2 separate regions of the Arabidopsis thaliana genome follow, and region 2 is linked to region 1. Evidence: chromatin contacts called from public capture Hi-C data. All regions are on one chromosome and are shown on one strand. The core of a region is the stretch at or near the end of the contact, and the rest is flanking DNA. Distances in the headings are between cores, read along the strand shown. Region 1 holds the start of AT1G56630 (alpha/beta-Hydrolases superfamily protein). Region 2 holds the start of AAP1 (amino acid permease 1).

What was found. Capture Hi-C pulls out chosen DNA fragments and counts their contacts.
Region 2: a capture Hi-C map of seedling shows a contact between it and region 1, with 2.0 times the contacts expected there. A contact is called at or near these places in 2 of 3 other capture datasets (root and seedling).

What each region holds. Positions count from the first base shown.
Region 1 is chr1:21,224,703-21,231,568 of TAIR10.1, forward strand. It overlaps AT1G56630 (alpha/beta-Hydrolases superfamily protein), which reads right to left and starts at 2,410. Exons shown (of 6, transcript NM_001333791.1): 1 at 1,938-2,410; 2 at 1,174-1,373; 3 at 855-888; 4 at 74-209. The coding sequence starts at 2,241. It also overlaps the pseudogene AT1G56640.
Region 2 is chr1:21,673,710-21,680,575 of TAIR10.1, forward strand. It overlaps AAP1 (amino acid permease 1), which reads left to right and starts at 2,679. Exons shown (of 6, transcript NM_104616.5): 1 at 2,679-3,262; 2 at 4,456-4,549; 3 at 4,692-4,906; 4 at 5,085-5,227; 5 at 5,860-6,087; 6 at 6,176-6,810. The coding sequence starts at 2,914. The coding sequence ends at 6,604.

The DNA of each region.
Region 1 (6,866 bases), core at 1,160-3,659:
TTAGGAGAAGCTAACGTCGAACCTAACCGAATAAAAATTAAACCAACCTAAACCTAAGTATTCAGTATATTACCAAGAGAGATCAAGGTCTGTACACCAATCATCGGCGTTGAAAGGATCGGTTCCTCTAAAACTGACGACGATAAGGTTCGGATTGTCTTTTGTGTCCCTTATAACAATCACCTCTGTTGACCTCGTTTGATCAAAATCTGAAAAGCCCAAACAAAAAGTAGAACTATATTATAAATAAAAAAACAAGTATTATTACTTCAGGAGAAGACAAAATTTTAAAATTGAATTAAGAATCGTAGATACTAAGTATAAAACAACTATAATGCATATATTTATCAACGAAATATATGTTTCTTACAAAACAAATCAACGAAATATAGAGAAGTAAATAATGAAAAAAAAAAAAGTGAAGTAAAGAATCACAATATTGATCCCTTTTTAACTCACTTGTCCCTTTTAAGAATTGTCGTTGTCATATTTGGATAATAAATATATATCAAATTATACAACAAGTCATAACATTTTCTTAAATTCACCCAAAATCATACAATTGTATTGAAACTTAAATCATTTAATATACGAAGTTGAATAAACTTCTAAATAATTTTTTCAATGGATTTGTAAACCCGAACAAGTGAAAGATACTATAAATATATAAAATTTCTTAGGTCATTAACTCATTATTGATTTGACTAATATGGGAATCAATCATGTTGGTAAGAAAACGTAAAATCTCCCACATATCAGACGGTGTTTTAATTTCACGTGATTTCTGCATTTTTGGTCCAACAAAGTTAATTATACATTATACTTATACTATAAGAAAAGGAAAGCAATCTCACCATTCGGACAGCTGTAGAAACCCAATAAGTCCATCTTTGCCACAACAAAATAAACAAATAATAGTGATCATAAGTGATATTATTATCCTCAAAATGAAAGACAACATGCATGATCATGGTCATATATACTTGCAAGTTATAAGACAAAGTTAATTAACTCGATCAACAGCTAAATGTTTGACCAAAAAACTAAAAAGATACAGCTAATAACTCTGCACTAGTTGTCGTATTTTATATGGAAAATTTCTGTATAAAGAGTTGTGAAAAATAATCAAGGAAAAATATAGTTAATAAAAATGAAAGAGTTAGTTAATAAAACCTGCCAATGGTCTTGAAGAACGGATCTGATAAAGTGTTCGTTCTCGTAAGCCAGCTTAGAAGCCATAATTGACAACAGTGGTTTGTATCTTTCATCTCCTATCTTTATGCTCCGGCCTAAACCTAACTCTACTTTTTGGTCTAGGTTTCCGTTTATGGATGCAAATGTCGCTGATGTTTTTTCCGGCCAAATAAACCTTCCTGAAAAAATTACGAAAGTAATATAAATGTGAAACAAAGGTACATGACCCACGATACGATAATTATTCGACAGATCATGCACACAAAATTTAAACCTAAGTGGTGTGAATTTGCTATATACATACAAAGATAATTTACAGATTAATCAACAAAAAAAAGAAGAAGATAATTCACAGAAAATATGGTTGTATTTTCGTAAGTAATCCATTTACAACCAAAATGAATTTAAAAAATGGCTGTGTCTTGCCATAATTAAGTAATACCCTCATTTTGATTATCTCCTAGATGTTGTTTCTGTATATTCAATCAATTAAAAAGATTATGACAAAAAAAAAAAAAAAAACTTTTGGAGCAACTTACTACTTCAGACCTCAGTCACGCATAATATGATTTGAAGAATAATTCAGAGTAACCATCACTATCGAAATGAAGAAATTAGTATGTATACAATTCTATATTCACTATGTATAATGTAATGTCTAACTTTGAAAACCCTTTAGCAAAAAAAAGTAATGTCTAACCGAACTATAAGTTCTAAACAAGAAAGTCAAAAGAAAATATAACCTTTGACAAGATTTAGGAATATCTTGAAGAAGCCACCATTGGAAGAAGGAAGGTTGAGCCAAAAGCCAAGAGCGAATCCCAAGAACGAGAGAGGTTTCCTGAGGATAATCAAGAGTTTCTGAACAACGATGGATACAAAAATGATCCACCGTCCCCTGAATTCGCAAAGACGATTCTCAAGATTCTCTACCGAAGTATCAACGAACTTTCTATTCTCGAGATCCGAGTAGAAGAGAAGACGCATAAGATCCGTAACCGTGGCTTCTCTCGGATCAAGAACAAAATAATTTTTGGGTTGAACCATTTTTGTTGTTTTTCGTAGTTTAATTATACTGTCAACGTTTATTTAGCTTTGAAACATGGAAGAGTTTCTATGCAAGCTAAAGTCACGATTAGTTTCTATACAATTGTGTAGTTATAATGTTCAACAAATATATTTAATACCGTGATCGACTCTACGCTTGGATTTGTATTGAGGGTCCATGACTATTCTATACAATGAATTAATATTTTTCTTAAACTAATCAAATAATTAATCGTAAACGTAATTCGCAGTCACGAAAAACTGTAATGTCGTAAGCCCTCTCATGGGATAAAGGTTTGTCATATTGACTATAATTAAACTTAACTGACCTGGTGTGTAACATGTTACCTTATAATTTGAACTAACATGTGTTACCAAATTTTGAATTGCAATAACTGGTCAAAAATTGATTGATACAATTTATGACCATTTCGCTGGTCAGAAAATTAGTCGAAATTCGACATGTTTTGTTGTAATGTGCATCAACATATAACTCTCTCTTAGTTAAATGGGTTGAGGCTGTTGAGCCCAAACCAAGAATCCTATTACCAGATACCCGAATTGAAGGCTAAGCGGATCCTCAAAATAGATCTAACTTTTAGATTGTTTTTAGGGCCCAGCATTTGAAGTGTATACTTTTACCACCACGTACGGAAAGTCCAGGAGATCCTCTGTCAAATACAATATTAGTGGCTTTGGTGAGTTTTAAGGTGTTATTTGGCTTTAGATAAACAAACTCTTCTCGTGATGTCATGCATTTAACAATACTTAAATCTCAAAGTCCCTTAATTTCTCTAAGCAATAACCACAATTCTTTTCACAAGCTAATTGATAGATCATCTTAAAGCTTCTGATCAAAAAATTCACAAGATCATTAATATTTAAAGACCTATTAGTTAATATTTTTCAGAAAAGAGTTAATGAAATGGTTAGCATTAACCAACATAAATACATAAATATGTTATTTTTAATATTTTTTTAAGAAAAGAGTTAATATTGCTTTTAATAAAAGGGTGAGGCATTGTCTCCCCTCCTCTTACTAAAAAAAACAAACATAAATATTGAAAAGTTGGAAACAAAAAAAAGATTTGGCCAAACAAATAATATTTCACACAGGACCCCAAGCATGGGTGCGTTTCACATTACCTCCAAGGCCCGGTTTTGTATGGAATTGAATTTAGTCATTAATGTTTTCGCATATACGACATTGAACATGTTGGAATTTGGCTAGAATCTGGCTAGTCCTTTTCTGTCCTCTCGTTGGACTTGGACTGGAGAAACTCATGAGTCGTGCTGTTACACGTATAAGTATCGAATTATACACACACATACGTACAAAATGTATTTTGTTTTTCTTTTTCTGATAAATAATACACTTTCAACGGCTACGGTGAGAAGTTGAGATGTCATGCCAAAGAGATATAGACGTTTCCTAATGTTAGATCTCTATTGCTTCATTGATTCACTATACACATATGCTACAAAGTTAATTTTGATACATGACAATACCTATGGTCCATAACTTATGATAGTAACGACAAGACGTTCTTTTAAGATATGGCGAAAATTTCCATGTTTTTTTCTTTGTTTTTTGTCCTACGCATTAATAAGTTCAACCCGAAGAAATTGGATCATACTTGCCAAAAGTTTTGCTTGAAGTACATAAAACTTATTATTTTATTTTCTAGATTTAAGTAATTACCGAAAACAAAGAAAACAAAACAAAAAACTTAAAAAAGAGATATATTGATTGGCTATATCAGTAAATAAATTATTATTTCTTTTAGAATTAAAAGTTTCATAGATTTTAGAAACACACATATATATATATATATATATACCACATACAATAACTCATAAGTTATCGTTTTATCTATTGTATAATCGTTAGTTTTCACTTTATTAGATCCTTTTTTTTTGAATACCAGGAGATTCTAGGCCGAAACCCGTAATCCCCCAGGCCCGAAACCACAATATGTAATATTAGTTTCGTTTCAAGCGTCACTCGAACCGACAACTTCTAAGCTCCGGCTAGGATCTTTACCAATTGAGCTAATGACACTTGCTTATTTAATCGCCGTTGCTCGACATACCATCGTTTTTGGACAAGACTAGCTAGTTGTTTTTGTTGTTGATTGAAACAATATTTCGTTATTATTAATTGTTGACTAATAACTGACAAAATTTCGTTAGTATTATTGAATATTGATGTAATGATATAGCTATAACTTGGCTAGGCAATATTGATGTAATGATATAGCTATAACTTGGCTAGGGAGTGTGAAGCCTTGTAAGTTGTAACCCAGAGATAAACTGCATGACATTGCAGAGACTACTCCCTCGTGCTTTTTTTATTTTGTAGTCAACTAATTCCATCATGCTATATTGTTATCTGGGGTTAATCGATTTCAAGAAACACCAAAAAAAGAAGAAGAAAATTGTAACAATATATACACTTTTTTTTTCTTTTGGCCAAATTTGAAACAATATACACTAATAGGTTTGTGGTTAGCATAATCGACAGAGGTCATTCTTTTTTTCATTTAACGACGTGAACATATTTTCCAGAGAGGTTGGATTAAAAAATGGAGTTTCTTGCTTGGAAAAAATACTTCATAAATGATTAGAAGATGACTCCAGTTGTTTTTTTTTATAAGAAAGACAGCAACAGCTTTCATGTTTTTTTGCGCTAACAAAAGTCAGTGTCGCATATATTACTGAAACAAATAAGACTCAACATCTTTAATAGAAAACTACTCATACTTTTCAACGCAAAAATAGAAAATCGTACTTTTCTAACAAACAAAAAGAAAACAGAAGAAATTGTACCTTTTAATCGAAATTGTACTTAATCGTACATTTACTTAAGATTTACAGATGATGATTTAGCTCTAATGCTTGCTTACGAAATGAAGAATTATAGAGAACGTATTAGAAAATTTTTCATAAAACCCTAAGCATACATATATACATTAATAATACTCCAAAAGTTTTCAACTATATTATGTACAAACCATATATAAAGGCTAATTAGTCACAAAATATACGCTCATAATTGTTTTTGAGTCCAAAGCAACTGAGATGTTAGAGCTTTTGGTAGGCCACTGCTGTTAAATGAGAAGGATTAAGGTCGAGATTAAAAACATCCATTTTTAGCCCAGTATGGTAGCATTGGAAGTAATGCTTTTTTTTTTTTTTTATCTAAATCTTACAACATGGTTCATGTTTCTTACTCAGTTGAGTGTTCAAGTAATTTTTGACACCGTTTGTGGTCTGACCAGCCAATAGACCAGCAATCAAAGCCAATCTAAAAGTTGTTAAACATTATACGAATAATATGTTATTAATAATCTTATGAATCCCGAAGTAATTAATTAGTATAAAGTATAACAAATACTATTTCCTAGAAGGTTGGGAAGGCGAAGAAGAAGATCAACTTCATCAGAGCCTAAATCTTCCTCTCTTGATACTTGGCTTCAAATAGTATAAGCATCTTAGTCTACAACTCTTCCTGGGCTGATTTAGTCTTACAAAACCACTAATTACAATTAATTATACCTACTAATAGGGGTGGACACGACACATATATCATGGATTTTGGTAGTATTTGTGATCCGATTTGCTATATCGGAATAATTAGTTTTCTGATTCGTATTTGTTTCGAAAGTAACCGAATATCCGGCTGTCCAGATATTCCGTTAAAATCCGAGTTATTTGCTAGATATTCGATTTGTTAAGTATATCTCAAAAACAATTATAAAAATTAAAAACATAAAAATTAGAAATTTAATCCAAAATAAGTAAAACTTCATTGGAAAAAATATCTCTTTTCAATTTTTTAAACTAATAGTTAAATAACTAATTTGATGAACATAAACTTCTAAAACTTACATATAAAAAGAGTAAGATTATTAATATATATATTTATACTTATCTATATACATATACATATATTCATGTATACCGAATTAGAGAGGATATCCGCCTATTTAAATTTAATATTTGTTATTTTTTCTGTTTTTAACGAATATCAATTTTTAATATTTGATTTGCTTCGTAAAATTATGGATATTCAGATTTTTCGAATCAATTTAACCGAATAATAGATCCAAGCGAATCTAACGAATATTTTAGGCAATCCTACCTAATAAGACTGCTTTCTTATTTGTCTCCTTATATATTTTATCATGAAGAATCTATGCACACCAATAGAAATAGAGACATGTTCCAACACAAAAACACTTGCTCGTACAGCAATTTTCAACAAATTCATTTATAAGAAGACAAATCAGAGGTTGACATCGTTCTTTCTTGTCAAGAAGAAGCTAGCAATATACAATGTAAAATAAAAGGCAAAATTAAGAAAAAAAATTCCAAATGGAAAAACATCTCCAGCTAAAATTTGCAAACATTTTTCACTACAATATAAAATTTCTAAAAATTAAATTTATTTGCAAGTTTTTTTTTTTTTTTTTTTGTGTGTTTTCCAGTCTTTTTGAAACAAGGATGATCCCAAAATTCAACTTAACATCCAAACAAGGAAACTATCTCCATCACAAGGGTTCACAACTCAATCACAATTATCCTCTTGACACCAAATCTGATGAGATCTTTGAACATCCAAC
Region 2 (6,866 bases), core at 1,429-3,928, 450 kb after region 1:
TTGGTTTCCCGATTCGCTTACTCACAATTTGCTGCTTTATTAGAATTTTAGTACAATGTTTCTCTAAAAGTAAGTTTTTTTCGTCCGGGATATATTTTCATAATTATAGTTTTTTTTTTGGGATAAAATGTAAATATTATTACCAAAAGGAACAATTTCTTTACAAGAGCTTGGCGTAGCTAGTGGTTACAATTAGACTAAAAAAAGAAGATTAAAAAGCCTAATTATGAAAAGAAGTTGTGAAAAAGCAGAGATTACTCATGCGCAAACCATTGTTGAAGCAGATTTGCAAAAGATGGATGTTTACGACGAGCTAAAATTGTGTCTCTAATGTCTATCGACGTCTTTGAAAACCTTGAGGATCGTGGATGAGACATAGTTGTGCAAACGGTTGTTCCTCTCCTTCCAAGTCATGTTGAGGAACCGTTTATTTTTTATTTTATTGAAACAACAAGTTAAACCGAACTACTATTTATTGTTATTTGTTAATAGAGATGAAATTTCAAATCACATTTTTTTCTTCTTCTTATTTAACTAACAAGTAATAAATCACGATTTGTTTATAAGAAGCATCATGAATATAAACGAGAGCAAAAAGACGATGATCTTCATATATACAATTTCAATGATTTGCTGCTCATTCGTTGAAAGAGTTAAATTATATTAAACACTCGACACAACTTGACTTTTCAAACGTGGTTAGAGTTAGATGAAAAATGAGAAGTCTTTTGAGAAAACTATAAATGTTTTTAATTATTGGTTTCCAAATTCGCTTACTCACAATTTAATTCTTTATTAGACTTAAGTACCATGTTTCTCTATAACTAAGCTTTTTCATATTTAGATAAATTTTTTTTTTTTTTTCGTAATTAAAACAACTAGTTAAACCGAACTATTTTTGATTGCTAATAAAGATGATACTTTGTTTTTTGAGAAAGAATGAACATGATATTTCAACTCGATTTTTCTTCTTCTTATATTAAACAAGTAAATAAATCACCATTTGTTTCTAAAGAAGCAACATGAATATATATATAAATTAAAGAACGATGGACATCTATGTCACGGTCTAACATTTTTACTGGCAAAGGGCATTTGCATTATTTGACCTGATTGAGCATGATTAACCTTTATAAGATAATGTAATCTCTTAATAGCCAAAACCTACGTTTACGCTTTTACCCTTCATCCGTTTTTTTGTTCAACTTTTTACTTTTTGTTTCAGTCAACACACGTTTACTCTTCATCAAACTCAAACCTTAAATTTGTTTATTTTTTAGTTTTATTTTGGTAGAACATTGAAAACCAAAATTTGAAGATCAAATAAATCAAAGTTATTTATGGTAGATAAGTAGCTTCTCTCGTCGTTTCAAGATGCTTAAATAAGTAGTATCTTCTGACTTTCTGATTCCCTCAATTAACTGAAAGAATGGTTCAAGGATTTGTTAGCTCTTAGGATACATTATATATAAGCCGTTTGAAAAACAACTAGGTATGTTCGACCAAGTAGTACGAAAAACTAACTCCTAACTAAACGAGAAAAAAACATTAAGAGAATGAGAGTTCCAACATGATTTCTATTATTCTTGTATGAATGAGTTTATGAGAATTTGGAATAATTCATGAATCTACCCAAATTTTCATTATATATGGATTTATGAAACTTGGTAATTGATACGAAAGTATTTTGTTATTTTATTCTCGATATATTAACATTTTTTTTTTTTTTTTAAAAATAGTGTTTTTTTTTAACATGGGAGAGCACTTAACAGGACGGGTTCTCGCAGAAACGATATATATTTAGGTCAAATCTGTTTTATCGGGGTTATTAGATTCTCTTGGCCCAACTGTAGTGTCAAATATCAAACCGATGTTATCTTATTAAAAAATTATATTAACATCAACTTAAATTGTTAAATGATCTACATACATGAATTTTACCCCATTATTTATTTTTATTTGTCGTCTTCGATTGTCCATAATTTCTAATCTGTAATGCCAAATTTGATGATCTTCAACTCGTTAAAAAAACCAAACCATAGAGATTTTGTATATCCAATTTAGGGAATTCATTAGAGTTCAAGAAGTCTTCATAATTAGGTTGCATCTTTGAATACCTTTTTCTCATTTAGGCATAACAATATAATAATTTGTTTTTTGTTTTCATTTTCTTTTGGTGTCATCTTCAAAAATCTGTAAACCCAAAAGTTTGTATAACTTGTTTATTAAGATATTTTTAATTAAATTTTTTTTTTTGACATTTTTAAAAAATTATAAAGTGTTTTATGAATTTAAGGAGTAAATAATATTTATTTAGAACACTATAAATTAGTTTTACAAGTTCTTAGAAATGTATCTGTAAATTTCAAAAAGGAAAAATATAGCATTTAATTTTGAAGATTTTTTTCTACATTATATATATGATAAAAATATTGTATTTTGTACTTTGTAGTTACAAAAAGTCATTATATCAACAAATCTAAATATAAAATATTTTTCTATATATTACTCCAAATTAACTGTCAGAATAAAAAAGAAGAATAATTATTACAGAATCTGAACATTAAAATCGTCCCTCCATATGTGGTCTCTGTCTAGTCCAAAAGCAATTTACACATCCCAAGCCGAAACTATATTAAATAAACATTTTTTTTTCTTTAACTAAAACATTTATAACATTTAACAATAAAAGTTAAAAATCGAACACGTATAACGTATTTTTTTACGTATACGTCTTGTTGGCATATATGCTTAAAAACTTCATTACATACATATACAAGTATGTCTATATATATGATATTATGCAAACACAAATCTGTTGACTATAATTAGACTTCTTCATTTACTCTCTCTCTGACTTAAAACATTTATTTTATCTTCTTCTTGTTCTCTCTTTCTCTTTCTCTCATCACTATGAAGAGTTTCAACACAGAAGGACACAACCACTCCACGGCGGAATCCGGCGATGCCTACACCGTGTCGGACCCGACAAAGAACGTCGATGAAGATGGTCGAGAGAAGCGTACCGGGACGTGGCTTACGGCGAGTGCGCATATTATCACGGCGGTGATAGGCTCCGGAGTGTTGTCTTTAGCATGGGCTATAGCTCAGCTTGGTTGGATCGCAGGGACATCGATCTTACTCATTTTCTCGTTCATTACTTACTTCACCTCCACCATGCTTGCCGATTGCTACCGTGCGCCGGATCCCGTCACCGGAAAACGGAATTACACTTACATGGACGTTGTTCGATCTTACCTCGGTATGTTTATATTTTTTTCCCCTTTATTTAGTTTTTCTTGTAAAGTAAATTGATAGAATATCAAAAATATGAAAAAAATTCATATGTCATAAAGCAAACACAAAATTCTTGACCAATTTATTACCATGACTTCATAAGATTCTCTATCTTTTGTTTTCTTGTGAAACAGATTGTTTTTTAAAAATCAACACTTTATACACCAATTTTTTTATTTTTTTTGTCAAAAAGGGTTCTTTACGAAATTTTCATTTTTGTTAAAAAAGTAACTTTTTTTTTGGTTTAAGGTATGGTTCTGTTTTATTTGATACTGTACTTTGTGTAGTATTTTAGTTTAGGATGACTTCTGTCGGAAGAATTATTGAGGTTAGAAAAGCAAAATTAAATAATTATTAAAGATTGATGTCGATCAATAGCGACAGTCCTGTTTTGCATCAATTTGAGATACAACAAGTTTGGTGTTTATGAGATACTCATTGATATTACAAAAAATGTGATGCTTTGGTTATATCTTTTCTCAAAGATATATCTAATGGGAAAAATTGTTTGTTTTTGTGGCCTCTATTATTATTAAGAAAAAAAATATTCTACTCCATATGTTATGTTTGGTTCATTAGAAATTAGAGATTTGTGCAACCAATTGTTTGTGGATAGAATTGAAGATGTAATAAATGGAAATTTCTTATTTTCTGTGTTTCCTTTAAATCCCTGCAATTTCAGAGGAAAAAACTGTGGATTGTAATTGCCTCAAATTGCTCTATTTCTATTTTAAACATAAATATTTTGGCTAGATATAAAACTTTGGTAACCGTCCATTTAATTCCCAATTATACACTATGGTCTATGTTTGTTGAAATAATTAATTAGGCTGAAACTTTATCTTAGTCAATCAATAATATCTTTAGCTGGTTGTCAAACTAAATTTACTAATTAAATTTTGGACTGTTTATTGAGCCAAATTGTGAAAACCAAGGAAAACAGAAAAAAAAAGAACATTTTGACATATGAGGCAACCGTTTTTGTAGTATTAGCATTATTGTTGGTTTTGGATGTTGATGTATATAACAAATAGATATATTATAACATAGTTCCGTGGAGTGTTTTGTGTTTTCTTTATGAAACAGAAAATTAATTAATAGCTTAAAAACAGAAGTAATAAATAAATAATACTTTTGCAATTATTGTACATATGACAGGTGGTAGGAAAGTGCAGCTCTGTGGAGTGGCACAATATGGGAATCTGATTGGGGTCACTGTTGGTTACACCATCACTGCTTCTATTAGTTTGGTGTAAGTCAACTACAATGTGAATATGTTCTTACTTTATACCGTTACAAAATTTAATGTAAATTGTTTTCTTGTTACAATTTGATAAGAAGAGTTATATAAGCTATGAACAAATACTGATGTAGTTGGTTTGGTGTTTAAACAGAGCGGTAGGGAAATCGAACTGCTTCCACGATAAAGGGCACACTGCGGATTGTACTATATCGAATTATCCGTATATGGCGGTTTTTGGCATTATTCAGGTTATTCTTAGCCAGATCCCAAATTTCCACAAGCTCTCTTTTCTTTCCATTATGGCCGCGGTCATGTCCTTTACTTATGCAACTATTGGAATCGGTCTAGCCATCGCAACCGTCGCAGGTACATGCAATTCTTAAAAGTTTTGATTAGTTGCATAGCTGCCATTTTTTAAGTACTCTTATTTCAATAGTTGTAACAATCTTGACATGATTAATTAGTTGCACACCAATTTATCTACTGTTAAAAGTCATAAGACCATTTACAAAACTAACGGTTCATATGTTACAATATGAAAAAGGTGGGAAAGTGGGTAAGACGAGTATGACGGGCACAGCGGTTGGAGTAGATGTAACCGCAGCTCAAAAGATATGGAGATCGTTTCAAGCGGTTGGGGACATAGCGTTCGCCTATGCTTATGCCACGGTTCTCATCGAGATTCAGGCAAGTTATCTCAGTCAATTTTTAAAGTCTTTTAAGCTTTGAATATAAACCTCTTAATAGAATTGTGGGTAGAGATTATTGACAACGACAATCGATTCCCTATGGACCACTTTTTTTTTTCTTTACCCAAAAGAGTCAAAAAGTAAAGAATCTGTCTTTTAGCTTAAAGGTAAAACATGTGCTTATAAAGGACAAAGAGTCACATTCAAAGATATTGTCAATCTCTTCTCCACAACAAACAATGATATGATATTCTTATCAACAGAGTTAGCTTACTGAGTTGACACTACAACTCATAAAATTTTGTCTCTTAATGATCGTAGCTTTCACCATTTAATGACTTGTCATGTACGGTATTTGGTACCATTGTGTATATGTCGACCGGGTAGCGGCAGTATGATAAAAAATAGTTTTACAAATTAACCAAGAATATTTTTGGATTAAAGTGTCTGAGATGTGGATCAGCCGGGAAGGTCCCCGAGTTTAAGCATCGGTGATGGCTGATGGGGAGGGGACTAACTTAGTTCTGGTCTCTGACCCAAGGAAATAATGGACCTAGTTCAAAACTGTTTACCAAAATTAAAGATTGGAGTATTGTATCACTAACGGTGAAAGTTTTATGTTTTTTGCAGGATACACTAAGATCTAGCCCAGCTGAGAACAAAGCCATGAAAAGAGCAAGTCTTGTGGGAGTATCAACCACCACTTTTTTCTACATCTTATGTGGATGCATCGGCTATGCTGCATTTGGAAACAATGCCCCTGGAGATTTCCTCACAGATTTCGGGTTTTTCGAGCCCTTTTGGCTCATTGACTTTGCAAACGCTTGCATCGCTGTCCACCTTATTGGTGCCTATCAGGTAAAACCCAAAACCAAGAAGAGAGATCGTTTTTTTTTTCTCACTTTCTCATGGTTGGCTAATGAAACGAACCATATAACATTTTCAGGTGTTCGCGCAGCCGATATTCCAGTTTGTTGAGAAAAAATGCAACAGAAACTATCCAGACAACAAGTTCATCACTTCTGAATATTCAGTAAACGTACCTTTCCTTGGAAAATTCAACATTAGCCTCTTCAGATTGGTGTGGAGGACAGCTTATGTGGTTATAACCACTGTTGTAGCTATGATATTCCCTTTCTTCAACGCGATCTTAGGTCTTATCGGAGCAGCTTCCTTCTGGCCTTTAACGGTTTATTTCCCTGTGGAGATGCACATTGCACAAACCAAGATTAAGAAGTACTCTGCTAGATGGATTGCGCTGAAAACGATGTGCTATGTTTGCTTGATCGTCTCGCTCTTAGCTGCAGCCGGATCCATCGCAGGACTTATAAGTAGTGTCAAAACCTACAAGCCCTTCCGGACTATGCATGAGTGAGTTTGAGATCCTCAAGAGAGTCAAAAATATATGTAGTAGTTTGGTCTTTCTGTTAAACTATCTGGTGTCTAAATCCAATGAGAATGCTTTATTGCTAAAACTTCATGAATCTCTCTGTATCTACATCTTTCAATCTAATACATATGAGCTCTTCCAAATATAATTTGATCATACAAACCAGAAGAGCTTAATAATATACACTTCTATATATTATAACTATTTTGAGACCAGATTTAACTGAAAACAAGCCAAATTCGAGTAA